Linked DNA regions of Mus musculus: region 1 is linked to region 2. The links are chromatin contacts, called in public Hi-C maps. All regions are on one chromosome and are shown on one strand. Each heading gives the region's core, a stretch centred on a gene start, on an enhancer-like site or on the middle of the called end of the contact. The rest is flanking DNA. Distances are from core to core; before and after follow the strand shown.

Region 1 (2,700 bases), core at 176-2,675, 37 kb after region 2:
AATTCATAACACCAGAGCCAATAACTACTGGTATTATATAAACTAGCAAGACACAGACTCTACCTGGTATTTTGTTAAAACCAATACTTAAGTCAATAGGATCAGATATTTGTCCTCTGAGAACTACTATTTAGCTAAGACCACATGCATAGTAACACAACAACATGACAATACATGACAAATACAACTTTTATGAGCATTTAATATGTGCCAAATATTGCACACACAGAGTTTTATATAAATTTCTAGTTTTTGCTTTGCAACAGATTCAGTTCTTCAATAAGAATGTAAGACTCCTTGCTGAGAAACCCTATTTTGTAATTGAATAAATTGAGAGACGATATAACCTATCCTTGGCCTGTGGCTGTTAAGTAGACAGTGAAATTCCAAGGAGCTAATTAAAACATAGATATTAGGTATATACATATTTCTTTTTCAGTGCTAGAGATTGAAGTTAGATTCTCACCCTGCTAGTGTTCTTCCACACATCTGTTTCTTGCTTGAGACATATTTTAACATGTACATATTGAATACATTTGTGTGTTTATAAAAAATTTGTAGAGAGGCATAGTAGTCACTGCTTTATTCAGCCAAGATCAGATGGTTATTAGAATATAGGGGAATAGAGTAGAATAAAATATAGTTGCTATTTTCCTTCCATAGCTTTGCTAAATTAATTTCTTACATATAAGTATTTGAACTTGGAACAGTCTTGCTGAATGTGTCTACAGAATGTAGCATTTGGAGGAGAAAGAGTCTCTGAAAACAAATGTTGTATTAATGAAAATATCACAGATAATTTAAGATTCCCAGAATCTTTCATGAACTACCATCCATGTTTTGGTTTTACTAAGAGTGTCTGTTCATCTTTTTAGAAACATAAACATGGACTTTCTAAAATAATCTTGGTTTTTAAATAAATGGTATCTTTAGGTTTTCCTGGGTATTTCAAGTATGAGTGTGTGTTTAATGCCTATCCTAAAGTATGTGCGGTTCTAATTATAAAGATAAAGGAGTTCTAGCTAGTGTTAGTGCAATAAGTGGGCCATAATAAGAGCATCCTAAGGCTCAGAGTCTGCGTGGATATTCTGCAAGCATTCTGAACACATTTCTTCAGCTATATGAGTGACTATACCCTTTGTAGTAAACAAAAGGCAGTCTACACAATAAGCATAACATCTCCCCTGATCTGATTTTCAGACACGTCTCCAGACTTTGATTTGGCTGAAGTAACTCCCACAAGGACCTGTGCACATGCCTGGCATTGAGTGATACGGTTCAAGGACTTCAGATTGCTTCCTGCCTCTTGGGAAGTTCAGAAAAACCTTCAGACTCCGGAATTCTTTTCCAGTGAGACTTGCTTGAATGTTTACACTATCTGCTTGCTGTTCTCCTTGCCACTGAATCGTGTTCAGATCTCGGTCAGGAACTGGGTGTGGTTGGCAAGCCACCATGGCCAGATTGAGCACTGGGAAAGCAGCTTGCCAGGTGGTGCTGGGCTTGCTGATAACTTCATTAACTGAATCTTCCATACTGACTAGTGAGTGTCCCCAGCTTTGTGTTTGTGAAATTCGTCCTTGGTTTACCCCACAGTCCACCTACAGAGAAGCCACCACCGTGGATTGTAATGACCTCCGCCTAACCAGGATCCCTGGCAACCTCTCTAGTGACACACAAGTGCTTCTCTTACAGAGCAATAACATCGCCAAGACCGTGGACGAGCTGCAGCAGCTCTTCAACTTGACCGAGCTGGATTTCTCCCAGAACAACTTTACAAACATCAAAGAGGTAGGGCTGGCAAACTTGACCCAGCTCACAACCCTGCATCTAGAGGAAAATCAGATTTCAGAGATGACGGATTACTGTCTGCAAGACCTCAGCAACCTTCAAGAACTCTACATCAACCACAACCAGATCAGCACAATCTCTGCCAACGCCTTTTCTGGCTTGAAAAATCTCTTGAGGCTGCACCTGAATTCCAATAAGTTGAAAGTGATCGATAGCCGCTGGTTTGATTCCACTCCCAACCTGGAAATTCTCATGATTGGGGAAAACCCTGTGATTGGAATCCTGGACATGAACTTCAGACCTCTCTCCAACCTGAGAAGCCTAGTGTTAGCAGGAATGTACCTCACTGATGTTCCCGGAAACGCCTTGGTAGGCTTGGATAGCCTCGAGAGCCTGTCTTTCTATGACAACAAACTGATCAAAGTCCCTCAACTTGCCCTGCAAAAAGTTCCAAATTTGAAATTTTTAGACCTCAATAAAAATCCTATTCACAAAATCCAAGAAGGAGACTTTAAAAATATGCTTCGGTTAAAAGAACTGGGAATCAACAACATGGGAGAGCTGGTTTCCGTGGACCGCTATGCCCTGGATAACTTGCCAGAATTGACAAAGCTCGAAGCAACCAATAACCCCAAACTGTCATACATCCACCGTTTGGCTTTCCGTAGTGTGCCGGCTCTAGAAAGCTTAATGTTGAACAACAATGCCTTGAATGCCGTGTACCAAAAAACAGTGGAATCTCTTCCCAATCTGCGTGAGATCAGCATCCACAGCAACCCGCTGAGGTGTGACTGTGTCATCCACTGGATCAACTCCAACAAAACCAACATTCGCTTCATGGAGCCCCTCTCCATGTTCTGTGCCATGCCACCGGAATACAGGGGGCAGCAGGTGAAGGAGGTCCTAATCCAG
Region 2 (2,820 bases), core at 112-2,611:
ATACCAAAAGTCCCCCATACCCACCCCCACTCCCTTACCCGCCCACTCCCCCTTTTTGGCCCTGGCGTTCCCCTGTTCTGGGGCATATAAAGTTTGTGTGTCCAATGGGCCTCTCTTTCCAGTGATGGCCGACTAGGCCATCTTTTGATACACATGCAGCTAGAGTCAAGAGCTCCGGGGTACTGGTTAGTTCATAATGTTGATCCACCTATAGGGTTGCAGATCCCTTTAGCTCCTTGGGTACTTTCTCTAGCTCCTCCATTGGGAGCCCCGTGATCCATCCATTAGCTGACTGTGGGCATCCACTTCTGTGTTTGCTAGGCCCCGGCATAGTCTTACAAGAGACAGCTACATCTGGGTCCTTTCGATAAAATCTTGCTAGTGTATGCAATAGTGTCAGCGTTTGGATGCTGATTATGGGGTGGATCCCTGGATAAGGCAGTCTCTACATGGTCCATCCTTTCACAAATTCCCCAGAATTTCTTGACTTGAGTATCCCGGGGAAATAAAATCAGGTTCTCTTTCTCAAAGTTGCTGATGCTCTCTCTCTCTCTCTCTCTCTCTCTCTCTCTCTCTCTTAAAGCTGATTCCCCCAATAGCACTTATCAAAGGCTTTTCCTGAACCTTGCTTTGGATTGTCACTTTGAAGTTGAGACCCTGGTTCAGGTCTAGTCTTCAACCACTTCCACCCTCCCTTCCACACTCTTGCCTGCCTCCCACCACCCTTGCCCTCACACCGCTCTGCAGTCTGCACTTTCAATCAATCCTCTGCTAATGTGAACACAAGTTTCACACCTAACCAAACAGACACTACACAGTTTCAAAGTTTCAGAATTGTTTCCAGAAAGCCTCCAGAATTTCACAGTGGCTTTGCCTCGCAATTAAGGGTCACAGAACTACCCTGGGTTCGGCAAGGGCATTAACCATTTCAGCTGCGGGTATGTATGTATGCACCACATAGCCAACTATCTCCAAAGGATGGGTCAGATCTCATACTTAAAACTCCATTGCAGTCCCATGGAGACTATGGCGTTCCTACAAGGGTTCTTCCCCTGTCCTTGCCTTCCTCTCCCAGTCACAGTCTTTCGTCCCTATTTTTTTAAAAAAGAAGAAAATGAAAAAAAGAAAAAAGGAGTGGCTCTCTGCTCCCTGCAGCGGCTGTAGTGGCATTGCAGCGATCTGGCAGGCCCAGGGTGGCGGGCCCGAGCTGCCCCTTTGTTGGGCGGGCTACAGATGGTGCCCCAGCGCGGGACTGCGCCTAGGCGGGCGTAGCGGGCGGGAGGGCGGGAGGGGGAGGCCGGGAAGGGGGTCGGGCGGGAGGGGAGGAGACCGCTAAGCAGCCAATCGGCGCGCAGCCCATCAGCTGACCGCTTTTGCTTACACCAGGTGCACGCCGGCTGCGGGGAGCACAAAGCGGGGCGCACGGAGGGCGCCGGCAGCAAGCCGTGAAGCCAGGCGAGGGCCGTGCGCCCCGGTTTGCAGCGCTTGTCGGGCGGGGACCGGGGCCCGCGGCGTCCTCCCAGACAGTGGCATCCTTGCCACCGCACTCCGAGGCGCCTCGGGCGCCTTCCTTGAGACCGATCCTTCGCTGCCCCGCCCTCTGCACCCCATTTCTTCTACCCTCTTTCCTATTCCCGCCTGTCTCTACCACGACCCCCAAGAACGCGATTTAGCCCAGCCCCGCGCAGCAGCTGTTGCTCCCGCGGCTGTCTCGCCTTGCATCTTGGTGCTCTGCTGGGGGTCCCCCAAGGAGCCAGTGCGCGCTGCGGGCTGGGTGGAGGCGCTGCTCTGCCGGTCCTCATCCTCCGGCTAGTGGCTGCTGCTGCCACCACCACCCGCTCCGTGCGCACCCCAACACCCCTGTCAGCCCAGCCTTAGGGTAAGTGCCCGGACCAACTGGGCCGCAGCAGGAGGTGTGGGAGGCAGCGGGAGGTGTGGGAGGCAGCAGGGAGGAAGTAGAGACAAACTTGGCAGCTTGGCGGACCCTACTGCGTTTGAGAAACCTCGGGATAAGATCTCAGGGCTAAGGGGAACAAGGGGGCGCGGTTTCTCGAGCAAGGAGGAAAAACGAAGTCGGGAAAGGAGAATCTACCGATCACCCTCTTGCCTTCAAAATGAAGCAGGGCGAGCGAGAGCAATAGTTGAGAAGAAAGGCCAGACAGAAATGGGCAAAAGGCAGTGACTGGAGCTGAGGCCCCAGGATCTCAGGGACCCATCAGAGGGGGAAAGAGAAGAGAAGGCTTGGTGCTGTGATCAGGGGAAAGAAGCTGGGGACCTGGGAAGAGAGCAGACAGAAGACCCAGGGAGTTGGAAATGGGGTCAAAAGGAAAGAAAGGTGGCAGGTTGTGGGGAGAGGAAAAGGTCTCGGCAGAGGCTACGATGCTAAGAATAAAGAGCAAGGAGTGTAATTAACAAAACACTGAGGATACTGAAGTCAGAGCATTGGGGAGAACATACTCAACTGTTATGTGGTCCAAGGAGGAGAAAACTGTTTTGAGCCTAGAAGGGGTAGCTCCCTTAAGGAGGCTTGCTACAGACGTGGAAATTTCAGGGAAGTCTTGATCTTTTCCAGGCATTCTGCTCTGGGGTCAGTGACTAGGAAAGTTTGCCAGCGAGTGTCCTTTGTGCTGCAAGGAGAGGGGTGTGGGCTGCTGCCTACTGATTCGGTGCTTCCTAGGTTCCTGCGGTCACCGCTACCTCAGAGGGAAGTCCTTGGCTGGCTGGGTTCCCTCCCTTCCTCCCCCCGCCCCCAACCCTCTACCGAAAGCCTAGCAGCCAAGAGGTGCCCTGCACACTGGGTAGATTGGAAAGTTCGTCCTG

Evidence for each region. A called contact is a pair of places that touch in the nucleus more often than the background predicts.
Region 1: a contact with region 2 is called in a Hi-C map of cerebellum, with 1.6 times the contacts expected there. The contact joins the enhancer-like site here to the promoter of Lrrn1 in region 2. A contact is called at or near these places in 7 of 484 Hi-C or Micro-C datasets (cerebellar granule neurons, cerebellum, cortical glia and 3 more), 2 of 115 datasets of contacts at active chromatin or transcription factors (embryonic stem cells and neural progenitor cells) and 2 of 9 other capture datasets (adipose tissue and liver).

The regions. Positions count from the first base shown.
Region 1 is chr6:107,565,791-107,568,490 of GRCm38.p6, forward strand. Lrrn1 (leucine rich repeat protein 1, neuronal) reads left to right here. Exons shown (of 2, transcript NM_008516.4): 2 at 1,201-2,700. The coding sequence starts at 1,453. Among named protein-coding and RNA genes, the nearest start is that of Lrrn1, 37 kb to the left of the region's middle. Within about 2 kb of position 1,426, at least 8 of the 459 cell types and tissues checked have an H3K27ac peak or open chromatin away from gene starts, as enhancers often do. A contact at or near this core is called in cerebellum, where this site is marked.
Region 2 is chr6:107,528,365-107,531,184 of GRCm38.p6, forward strand. Lrrn1 (leucine rich repeat protein 1, neuronal) reads left to right here and starts at 1,362. Exons shown (of 2, transcript NM_008516.4): 1 at 1,362-1,879.